2 separate regions of the Sus scrofa genome follow, and region 1 is linked to region 2. A link is a contact called in public promoter capture Hi-C data. All regions are on one chromosome and are shown on one strand. Each heading gives the region's core, a stretch centred on a gene start, on an enhancer-like site or on the middle of the called end of the contact. The rest is flanking DNA. Distances are from core to core; before and after follow the strand shown. Region 1 holds the start of PPIL4 (peptidyl-prolyl cis-trans isomerase-like 4). Region 2 holds the start of IYD (iodotyrosine deiodinase).

Region 1 (5,861 bases), core at 1,806-4,305, 620 kb before region 2:
TTTTAACATCACAAAAAGACCCAACCAGACAGCAAGTGCCTCTTGAATGTGATGCAGTTGATAGTACAGACCACCTTATATGAAATATTCTTACCAAAAACATTACACCTGAATTTGCTCAAGACTCTTCATCTAAGCAGCCATTAATGAGAAACAGAGAGAGAAGACTACATTAAGAGATACAACAGGGATACAATCTGTCAAATCCAAAATGAGGAAAATTCTACAAAACAAATGATCCACACTCTTCCTCAAATATTGTTTGGGGGGGAGGAGAAGTGGGGGGGACCCTAAAGATGAAAAGATATTTAAGAGATACAACAACCAATATAATACACAGCCTTTATTTGGATCCTAAACCAAATTACAAAATATTCTTTTAAATATTTATGAGACATAGAAAAATATGAATGATACTAAGGAATCATTGCTTATTTTTTCAGATGTGTGGTTATATCATCTTTTTAAAAAACTATCTTTTAAGGAGTTCCCATCATGGCTCAGTGGTTAACGAATCCGACTAGGAACCATGAGGTTGTGGGTTCAATCCCTGGCCTCGCTCAGTGGGTTAAGGATCCGGCATTGCCATGAACTATGGTGTAGGTCACAGACGTGGCTCGGATCTGGCATTGCTACGGCTATGGTGCAGGCCAGCAGCTACAGCTCCAATTCGACCCCTAGCCGGGGAACCTCCATATGCTGCGGAAGTAGCCCTAGAAAAGGCAAAAAGACAAAAACAAAAAAAACAAAACTATCTTTTAAGATACAGCTTTAAGTAGTTACAGATTAAATAAATGTCATGTAAAGGACTTGCTATAAAAAATCCAGTGGAGGTGGGGGTATAAATGAAACATGTATTCACGACCGTTAAATGAAGCTGACCATCAGCACATGAGGGTTCATTTACATGATTCTTTCTACTTTTGTGTATATTTCAAGTCTTCTATAATAAAAAGTAAAAAAAAAAAAAAAGGAAAACAAAAGAAGGGAGAGAAAGGGAGGAAAAAAGAAAAATAAGTCTGGATATTTTTACTATAGATTAATAGTTACACATAAAAGAAGGTATCCAATCTCATGTTTACTGGACTTATGCTTTTAGTGTTCCAAGCTATCTTTGCAGAAACTGCTTGTCCATTCCATCTGTTAATTAAGTGGAATAACTCTACATCCCCTTTGTTTCTCACAGTTCCACGGGGAAAGGTCCACTCATTTGCCAGGTGCGGCTCCATATGGAGAGTGTCAAATTCAAAAGGAAGCAGAACCAAGAGATGAAAACCATAATTCCCCATAAGATCCTGCCAAGCATTGTCCTCCCATCCTTAAAAGCTTTCCCCAATAACATGAGGCAATCAATTATTTTCTTTAAGCCAGTTTGAGCTGAGTTTCTATCACACACACAAAGAGTCCTAAGGCAACACATATATTTGCATTACTCCACATGAGCCTTTAGTGTGTGCCCTCAAAGAGCCAGGCACTGCACTAGGTGCTCAGGATACAGAGCTAATTAAAGCACAGTCCCTGCTCTTTTAGAGTGACATTCTTGAAAGGGGACCAAGGTGTGCAAATGATTCCAGGACAACAAGTAAATGTATAACAAAATATGTGCTGTATGATTTATAAAAGGCCTGAGATTGAGCAGAAGAAATGGATCTAACTCTACTTAAGGACACCAGAGAGCTTCACAGAAGAGATTATGCTTGACCTGAGATTTGAATAAGCAGGAGGTTTGCCAAAAGGAGAGAAATGTAAGGTAGAGGCAACAGTATGAGAAAGCATGGATGTGTGGTTGAGTGCTGTGGGGCTTTTGGGGATAACTGAGTGTAGGATTTAGTGTAGTGTGTCAGGAGGCACTCCTGGTGCCCTATTGAGGCCTGTTTCATCCTCTTTGATAGACTGCATTCCATGGGGACAGAACCCTGATGGTAACTAAACTCCCTTGGTCACTCTGATACATTCTCCACAGTGCTGCCTATTATCTTCCTACAACAGGAAGTGTGCCCTGCCTCAATCTTGCTTTTAAACTCTTCAAAGATTTCGATCATCGGTAGGGCACACAAGGCTGTTCACTAACTTAGAAAGGTCTATGACCAGACTCGCAGTCTGCCATCCCACCGTCAAGCCACCGATCTACTTGCTATTTCCAGAAAATTCCAAGCAAACTGTTAAGAAAACCCTCGATCCCACTCATCTTTGAAAGAGCTGGTTCAAGTGTTCTGCATTCTTTGCTAGCTTCGCTTCTCCCCACCCCCAACCAGGAAGAAAGACTCCCTCCTCTGGTTTCCATGGCAACTTACACATTCTTCCACTACAACACTTAAGAAATTAAATAGATTGCCGCGCCTACTTTCCCCCAATGGAAAATTAGACCCTCAACGGCAAGGCGCCCTCCCGGGGCTTGGCACAAAGTCCCGCATAGAGGGCGATCAATGAGTGTTTGCTAAGGCTTGGTGCAGCCCTTCCTCCAGCCAGGAGTGATGCCCACACACAATGCTCCTAGCCCGTCCTCCCTGCTTTCCTCAAGATTTACCGATTACACACCAAGGAATACCAGTAACCAGTAACCAGTCTGCGTTACTCGGATTTGTAAAACGCAGTAAAGCCACAAGAGCTATGGGCACTGTACATGCGCTTGGCATTACACACACACACACACACACGCACGCACACACACGGATTTAATAACCACAAGTACTCGCCACCCGATTAGCAGGACCAGATGCGGGAGAAGGGATGCTCCTCAAAAACATTTCTCAAACAAGGCCCGCTAATAAAACAGCCCGGTCGCGGGGACCAGCAGCCTAGAAGCTCGAACCAGTCCTCGCCGGGGACTAGGCAAAGTGGGGAAAGTGCAAAGTGGGGAAAGGAGATCGCGGCCCGGCGAGAGTTGAGTGTGCCCGGGCCTCACCGCGCGGCCGCTCCTCCGTGTACAAGTCGATGACGACGTCGCCCAAAGTGGTCTCCAGGAGAACCGCCATGGCGCCCGCTCCTCTGCTACCAGCGCCTGGAGTGACAGGAATAGCCCGACGTCATCTACGCCACGCGTCACCTTCGGCGCGACGCCTTTTTACGTCATTCCTCCGGCGACACCGCCCCTTCCTAGAGGCTCTCTGGAGGCAGGTCTGGTCGGTGCCCCGCCCAACCTGACAGAGCCCTGGGTCCCCGCCTCTCGCGCGGCCCTTTTGAAAATCCTTTGGAGCTGGAGCGGAAGCCTGTCACTCAAAGGGGCTCCTCTGAAGGGTTTTGTACCCCTTTTGTGACCATCTCAAGAACGGGACGGACATTTCTTTCAAGCTGTTCTGGCTGCCTCCGTCGTAGCCCGAGGGCGACTCTGGCGCCACCTTCCCTCGCCTTATTGGGACATCTGCCCTCGGTTTCTAATCGGCCTCTTTTTATTGCCTTGAATCAGGCCTGAAATGTACAATTTGCTACCGAGAAAGATTGTTAGCAGGGAGTTCTTTCCTGGCTAATCTTATGTAGAGCAGAGAGTGTACCTGTTATGTAGCAGGTCGTGGGTGGGTCCTTAGTGCAACAAGCTAAAAATCATAGGCTTCATTCAGTCCTTTATCTCTACTGCTTTTATCAGTACTCTTAACGAAATAAAATTCACATTTTAAGGCAAGACAAAAATTTAAACAAAATTCTCTGCCCTTTGGCTTCCTCCCTCCCCTCCAGTGTGCGCTGTGCATTAAGCAGACCCCGCCAATGGGAGAAATACCTGCTCAACCATAGAATCAATTTTTCTTCTTCTGGCACCAGCCATGAAACTCCTTAAAAGATAACATTCCTTTCTCAGTCCCCTAAGGGGTAATGATGACCCACTCACCTCACATGTGTAGCCATCTTTGGTGAATTTTATGTGCAAAGCCAATATATCATCTCCATTAAAGATAGAGATTGGTGGAGTTCCCTGGTGGCTCAGTGGGTTAAGGACCTGATATCACTGCTGTGTCTCAGGTCACTGCTTGTGGTGTGGGTTCAATTCCTAGCCTGGGAATTTCCACATTCCTGGGGCAAGGTCAAAAAATAAATAAATAACTTGAAGATAGAGGCTTCGTACAAAACGGACTGGTCAGATGACCTAAGGAGATACGAGGCCACATTTAATGGAAGTCCTTAGCTTAAGTACTTACTTAAGACCATATTAATGTTACTAACTATATTACTTGTGCCCTGCCTTTTTTTTTGGGGGGGGGGGGAAATAGCTATATTGCTTTGCCCGGCAAAGGAGAGTCACACCAGGCTAATGCCTCAAAGACTGTGCCTCCCTTAGGAGAGATTGGGAGGTGGTTTCATAGTTTGGGAAATAAGAAAAGAGGACTGCAGATAAGGATCAGGGTAGAGGCAAATTGCATTGTTTTCAAAGTTGGTGTTCAGTAGTTTGGTGGTCTTCTTTCTGGAATAAAGACCCCCTCATTAACATCTTCCATTTGTTGGGGGGTTTGCTCCCACACACAGGACTTACAGAGCTTTTTATCTGCTTGTTCATTTTCTGTCGCTTCTGGGGCTGAAGAGTGACTCTCCAAACATGTCCACTGCCTAATCCCCGACCATAACCTCCTGGTGTCTGGACTCACTGAGGTTCAGTTTCTTCATGCCTCTGCACAGAAGGAATTCAGTGAGAGACAAAGTGATAGGTAAGATATAGATTTATTAAGACAGGACGCTTGTGAGAGAGGCCCTGCCTATTTTATAAGATTATTGTTTTTTTGCAAATGATTAACTAACCCTCCAATTAAAAATAATGATGGGAGTTCCCGTCGTGGCGCAGTGGTTAACAAATCTGACTAGGAACCTTGAGGTTGCAGGTTCGGTCCCTGCCCTTGCTCAGTGGGTTAACGATCCGGCGTTGCTGTGAGCTGTGGCGTAGGCTGGCAGCTACAGCTCCGATTCGACCCCTAGCCTGGGAACCTCCATATGCCGCAGGAGCGGCCCAAGAAATGGAAAAAAGACCAAAAATAAAAATAAAAATAAAATGATGACTAGGTGACTTGAAATGATTGATAATATACAGTTCTATAAAATCAATTATTATAATAGTATGACTCTAGATATGAGAAGAAGCATCAAGAGAGAACCATTTCCTCGACCATAGAAGGCTAGTAACACAGGTGATCCAAAAGCTTTGGGGTACTGTTTCGTCCAGCAGTGGATGGGATTTTACATAAAAGGCATTCCCATTGTGGCTCAGTGGGTTAAGGATCTGATGTAGTCTCTGGGAGGATGCAGGTTTGATCCCTGGCCCCATTCAGTGGGTTAAGGATCTGGGATTGACAAAAGCTAAGGAGCAGGTCACAGATGCAGCTCAGATCCAGTATTGCTGTGGCGTAGGCCTGCAGCTGCAGCTCCAATTCAACCTCTAGCCTGGGAACTTCCATATGCTACAAGTGCAGCCATGAAAAGAAAAAAAACTAGAAGAGAAGCCATAAAATGGGAGAATATTTTTGCAAATGAAGCAACTGATAAGGGATTAATCTCCGAGACATACAAACATCTCATGCAGCTTTTCATCTAAAAAGCAAACAACCCAATCAAAAAATGGGCAGAAGATAAAAAGATATTTCTCAAAAAAAGACAGCCAAAAAGCAAATGAAAATATGCTCAACATCGCCAATTATTAAAGAAATGCATGTCAAACTACAATGAAGTATTACCTTACACCAGTCAGATGGCCATCAACAAAAAGTCTACAAACAATAAATGCTGAAGAGGCCATGGAGAAAAGGGAACCCTCCTGCAGTGTTGGTGGGAATGTATATTTGTGCAACCACAATGGAAAACAGCATGTGAGTTCCTTCAAAAACTAAATATAGGAGTTCCCATCGTGGCTCAGTGGTTAACGAATCCGACTAGGAACCATGAGG
Region 2 (6,196 bases), core at 2,198-4,697:
GGTAAAGTAGGGAATGTGGGGAGATAACCTCTCCTTGACTCCCATGGTTCTTAGACTTGAGCAAGTGGCAGAGCCACCTGCAGAGCTTCTGGAGACAGGGTGTGCCGGGCCCACCCCCAGAGTTTCTGATTCACTGGATCTGGAGGAGGGCCCAAAAAATTGCGTTTCCAACAAATCCCCCGGGGATACTGATGGTGGTAACCCAAGGTCACGCTTTGAGGACCTTGTTCAAACTCCGTCACAGTGACTTAACCAAGGTGTATAAACTCCTCATTGTCTTTTCAGGGCAGTGGAGTTTATGTTGTTTTGTTCTGTTTTGCTTTTGATTAAAAAAAAAAAAAACAACTTGGTAAAACCTACAACATAAAATTTGCCATCTTGGTTATTTTTAAAATGTACGGTTCAATGGTATTAAGTATCTTTTCCTTGTATTGGGCATTCGTCACCACCATCCGTCTCCAGAACTCTTTCTTGCAACACCTGAATCTCTGCACCCATTAGACGGTACCTCTCCTTTCTTCCTGCCCCCAGCCACAGTCAACAACCATTTTACTTTCTATCTTTATGAATTTGACTACGTTAGATGCCCCATATATGTGGGTTGTACACTGTTTTTCTTTTTGTGACTGGCTTTTTTCAATTAGCAAATGTCTTCAGAATTCATCTATGTGGCACCATGTGTCTGAATCTGCCCTCTCCCTCTTTTTTTTTTTAAGGGCCAACCTGAGGCATATGGCAGTTCCCAGGCTAGGAGTTGAAGTGGAGCTATAGCTGTCGGCCTACACCATAGCCAGAGTAACACAGGATCTGAGCTGCATCTGCGACCTACACCACAGCTCACGGCAAAGCTGGATTGTTAACCCACTGAGCGACGCCAGGGATCGAACCCACAACCTCATGGTTCCTAGCCGGATTTGTTTCCCCTGTGCCACAGCAGGAACTCCATGATTTCCCTCTTTTTTAAGGCTGAATAATATTCCAGTGAATGTATATAGCCTATTTTGTTTACTCATTCATATATACATAGACACTTGAGTTGCTCCCATCTCTGGGCTATGGTGAATAACCGTGCTATGAACATAATAGCTGTGCAAATATCTCTTTGAGACCCTGATTTCAATTCTTTTGTGCATGTACCCAGGAGTGGAATTGCTGGAGCAGTGGAATTGCCTATAAGCACCTCATCCTGTGGATTAAATGGGACAATGTAGATAAAGAATCAACACAGTACTCGCATGTAGTAATGCTTCTGCCTCCCACAGCCCTCTGGGTGTTAGATCTCTGCGTAATAAATGCCCTTTGATAGTGTTGACGTTATTAAGGAGTGCAGACTGTGTACAGCTGAGGCCAATGGGGTCTAAGAAATGTATTTATTTATTTAATTTTTGGGAGGCTGCCCCCATGGCATGCAGACCATTCCCACTAGGGATCGAACCAGAGATCCCTAGGCCACCAGGGAACTCCAGGTTTACGAACACTGAAAAAAATTTCCTCCCAGCTTCACACTTGAACTGAGATAAGTCTTTGGTGCAGACACAGGCACGTCCTGAATACTTGACAGGACTCTTGCTAAATGAACCCTGGGCAGAAAGGCTTGGGGGCACGTTGCTGGTACAAACCATCAGAACAGTGTTTTCTCACTCAGGGCCCCAGGGAGTCTCCGTCCTGAAAAGTTCTCTTTCACGTCATTGGACATGTGTATCCTGCACGTACACTGGCAGGGCGTTCCCAAAGCAGGAAGGGCACATGTCAGGGACAATCAATTCAACAGCAGCACTGGAAGTTAAAAGTCCTATGTGTGTCTTGGGAAAATGTGTTTTCGAGACGATGGCAACTCACAGTGTGGTCTGCAGACTGGCTCATGCAGCCACTCTTGAGGACCAAACACGAAATGAGACACGGAGCACACGCTAGACCGTAGATCAGGCAAATCAGCCGCATCGCTACCATACACACTCTAGAGGTCAGCTGACCTTCTTTCCTTCTGTCTTTATCTCTTTTCTTTTTTTTCAGCAAGAGTTTCTCAAGGAGGGGTACAGCGCATTGATTAAGTCCTGGCACAGGCTCTTTGAGTAGCACTGTCCCCAGTCACCCTGGGTTTGTCAAGACAGCACAAGCTTTATGTCCTCAGTGGAGTCAGGTCCTGTCTCAGACTGAATGAGGGACCCAGAGTGCACCTCTGTCATAACACTCGACGCGCTGTATTGTAATGCTCTTTTTTTTCTTTTTAGGGCCGCGCCCACAGCATACGGAGGTTCCTAGGCTAGGGGTCGAATCAGAGCTGTAGCCGCCGGCCTACCCCACAGTCACAGCAATGTCAGATCCAACCCACGTCTGCGACCTACACTACAGCTCATGGCAACGTTGGATCCTTAACCCACCGAGGGAGGCCAGGGATCGAACCCACAACCTCATGGTTCCTAGTTGGATTCATTTCGGCTGCACCTCGACGGGAACGCCTAGTATCTATTTTTTAACTACAAAAATAAATCGCACATGCAAAGCCATGAAAAAGAATGCAGTTCTGATACATGTCAAAACATGGATGAACCTTGAAATCCTTCCACTAAGTGGAAGAGGCAGCCCCCAAAAGACAAATACTGTATCATTCCAGTGACATGAGGTTCTTCGAGTGGTCAGATCATAGCAACGTGAAGTGGACGAGAGGTTATCAGGGGCTGTAGGAAGAGGAAGCGGGGGGTTATTGCTTAATGAGTAGAGAGTCTCAGTTTGAGATGATGAAGCAGTTTTGGGAAGAGTGGTAAGGGGTTATAACATTCTGAATGTACTGGGCACTTAAAGGGGGCCAGGAGGGTAGCTTCTGCAGGATTATATTTTATCACAATAAAAAGGTAGAAAAAAATAGCACATGCGAGTTGAAAAAAATTTCAAATAATGCTCGGACTTCCCGTGTGGCTCGCAGTGAACTTCAAATAATGCCGACTCACCTGTGAGTGGGAGACCTGAGCGAGCTCTTGCCCCAGTGTCCGAAAGCACAGGGGACTCTCCCAGGAGGCTTGGTAACCACTCAGATGGGGCGGGAGCTTGGCTGAGAATGGGCCACTCCAGCTGCTTCCTCGCTCCTGGCAAGTGGAGGACACATTGCTGTTCAAGAGGAAGCCTGGCTCCCTTCCACCACGGCTGCCAAGATCTAGTGCCTCCCCGTGTCGCCTCGGATCCTGGCAATTATTGTCTAAGGATAGATTGACTGAGCACACAGTTTAACCAAGGGCAGGAGCCCGTTCCCAGCCCCACCACACACCCCGATGCACACGGCTGTGATCTTTGCTCCTTTGCCAAGTCCTGGGAGAGTCAGCGTTCATCCCGTTCCCGCCCCAGGCTCACCTCTCCGTGCCTTCACTCCGACTCCCGGCATTCCCCACTGCCGTCCCTGTTTGTTTAAATACCAGCCTGGGAAGGATGGGCACCGGTCGGGATCGGCCTCACCACCATGTTTCTTCTGACTCCAGTCTTGGTAGCCGTTGTCTGCATTTTGATGGTGTGGATCTTTAAAAATGCTGATGGAGCCACCAAGAGAAGGGAAGAGGAGCCTCGAGCCAGGGCTGAGGCTCGACCCTGGGTGGATGAAGACTTGAAAGACAGCACTGATGTCCTCCAGGTGGAGGAAGGTAAGGATCCCGGCCAAACTGCTCCGGCTCCCCCGTCTGTATCTTTATGATGAGGACAAATGGATGGCGGGGCTGATGGAGAGGAAGAAACATAGGCAGGTCAGTTTCATCATCAGCCTCTATCGCACAAAGGAATTAGTGTGTGGCAGAGACCATTCGTTTCTCTTGGGTGGTCTTCCTGCCACCTGCTGGCACCAACTCCTCCTTTCTTCCTGGCTGCTCGAGAAAGAGCTGGTGAGGGGCTGATGTTTTCTCTAGCTCCAGTCCTGCCCTGGCTGCTAAAATCTTTCTGAAGGGGCACATCAGAGACTGGGGTGGCCATGGATTTAGTAGTCAGGTGGTTGTTGTTGTTGTTTGCTTTTTTAGGGGAGCACCTGTGGCATATGGAGGTTCCCAGGCTAGGGGTCCGATTGGAGCTGCAGCTGCCAGCCTATGCCACAGCCTCAGCCGTGCAGGATCCAAGCCAAGGCTATGACCTACACCACAACTCACGGCAAGGCTGGATCCTTAACCCACTGAGCATGATCTGAGATTGAACCTACATCCTCATGGGTGCTAGTCAGGTTTGTAACCTGCTGAGCCACAGCGGGAACTGCTGGTAGTCAGGTTTGGATGAAGAACTTGACATTTAAAAATGGCATCTACCTAGGGGCTCCCTACTTCTCCTTGTACCTGGCATGCGGGTTAGAGATGAGTGGCCGCCGTCCTCAAAGCTGAGTGTCCAGTTCAGCAGACAAGGCCATAAGACAGGCGAGGGATTGGATGGAAGTGATTATAAGGTGTTTTGAGAAGGCTTGGGGATGCAGTGGGGCAGTTAGAAAAAGGCTGAACCAGGCTGGGTGGATCCATAGAATAGGAATAGCAAGAGGCTAAGAGGAGCAGAGTGAGCACGAGTGCAGGGCTGGGAACCCCGGGAAAGACACTGAGAAGATGGGAGGACTCAGAAGGGGATGAAAACAAGGGGGGAATTGAGGGCAGGCCTGGGCCTGGTTGGCCTGAGAAAGAGGAGGCGAGGGAGGAGAGAGGAAGTGACAGGTTCTTGGGGGCCTTGAGTAGCCCGTGTTTGAGGTTTACCGGAGGTGGTTGGTGGGGAGGATTCAATTTGGAAGAGGCTCCAGTGCCTCTCCGCTGGAGCTGTGATGCTTCCACCCTCCCACCAACAGAGGCCACCTGGAAGTGTGCATGCGTGTGCGTGGGCACGTGTGCATGTGCTCGCGGGTTCGTCCTAATCTCGGGATTGGGGGTGGGGCCAGCCATGCTGAATGTACTGCCCAGGATCCGGGCCGAGGCAGCTCTGAGCAGGGCTGCCTCCTTCTCTGCCACGCTGAGGGATCTGCCCCCGAAGGGCAGTCAGCCTACCTGAGACGCACGTCCCCTGATGGAGGGGAAACCCACTGAGAAGCTGGTAATGAACCATTCTGGCCTCGATGGGCTGCGTGGTGGTGGCAGTGGGAGGCAGAGGAGGGAGGAGATGGGCGGGAAAGTAAAGGAAGGACGACAGAGCCTGGAAACAAATGAGAGGTTGGGAGAAGCTGGGCGTCTGGTTTTGAGACTGGGAGCCTCAGAAGGACACGCTCACGGGTGAGGGAAGTGGATCTGGTTTAAGGGAAGGACACCCAGTGTCGTGCAGGCCACCGGAGGTCTGAGAGGACAGGGGACCATGGGAGCAGAAAGCCAGGGAGGTTTCGAAGGGAGGGACCCTGGACATAGTCTCCAGCACAGGGTGATGCTTGGAACTTGGAAAACTAATGAATCCCCTCCGTGGACTGCTAGAGAAGAAGGCTGAGGATTGAACTTGGTGGAAGCAACTTCAGATGAGAGGATTTAGGAGTTCCTGTTGTGGCTCAGTGGGTTAAGGACCTGATATTGTCTCTGTGAGGATGTGGGTTTCATCCCTGGCCTTGCTCAGTGGCTTAAGGATCTGGTGTTGCTGCCCGCTGTGGTGTAGGCCTCAGCTGCAGCCATTTAAAAAATATAATATAAAATTTAAAAAGAGGAATTGACATGGGAAGAGTGGACACAGAAAAGAAGGCCTGGGAAAGGAGGGCCAGGCTGGTTGCTCAGTTGTCAGAGGCTGAAGTCAGGCCATGATGGGAGTACTCAGCCCACGGAAACAGGCAAGCGCTGTAAACCAGGGCTCTTTTCCCCTCTTCTCAGAGAGGGCACACTGCTGACAAAAATACTGTGTAAGGTCAGCGTTCGACTGTGTTCACAGAGCATGTGATCAGCATAGCTTTCCTTTGCTGCAGGAAGCAATCGATTCCATTGCACCCTCACCTTTCGTAAGCTTTTGACACCCACTCATGCATACTGCTTTTAAAAGGCCGACTTACCACGACTGCCGTAAGACATGGTTCTAGGATGAAGGACAGACAAATTCAAATTCAGATGAGAGATTAGGGAGAAGAAAGGGCTTGGGAACATTGCCCTTGGAATCGGGCAATGTTTGGGGTTCTGCGTGGGTTCTGCTAGGGAAGAGCGAAGGTCTCGATAGGACCCGGGGGCCCCACAAGAGGTGACACGGTTCAGATAACAAGTTGAGTCCACTTTACCTGGGATCGTGTTGC

Evidence for each region. Promoter capture Hi-C pulls out the DNA fragments that hold promoters and counts their contacts.
Region 1: a promoter capture Hi-C map of liver shows a contact between it and region 2, with 4 times the contacts expected there. The contact joins the promoter of PPIL4 here to the promoter of IYD in region 2.

Annotation. Positions count from the first base shown.
Region 1 is chr1:16,398,132-16,403,992 of Sscrofa11.1, reverse strand. PPIL4 (peptidyl-prolyl cis-trans isomerase-like 4) reads right to left here and starts at 3,055. Exons shown (of 13, transcript XM_021086908.1): 1 at 2,906-3,055. The coding sequence starts at 2,975.
Region 2 is chr1:15,776,398-15,782,593 of Sscrofa11.1, reverse strand. IYD (iodotyrosine deiodinase) reads left to right here and starts at 3,447. Exons shown (of 5, transcript NM_214416.1): 1 at 3,447-3,629. The coding sequence starts at 3,452. It overlaps LOC106508815 (a long non-coding RNA gene), which reads right to left and starts at 3,436. Exons shown (of 3, transcript XR_002342452.1): 1 at 3,346-3,436; 2 at 2,949-3,083; 3 at 2,389-2,678.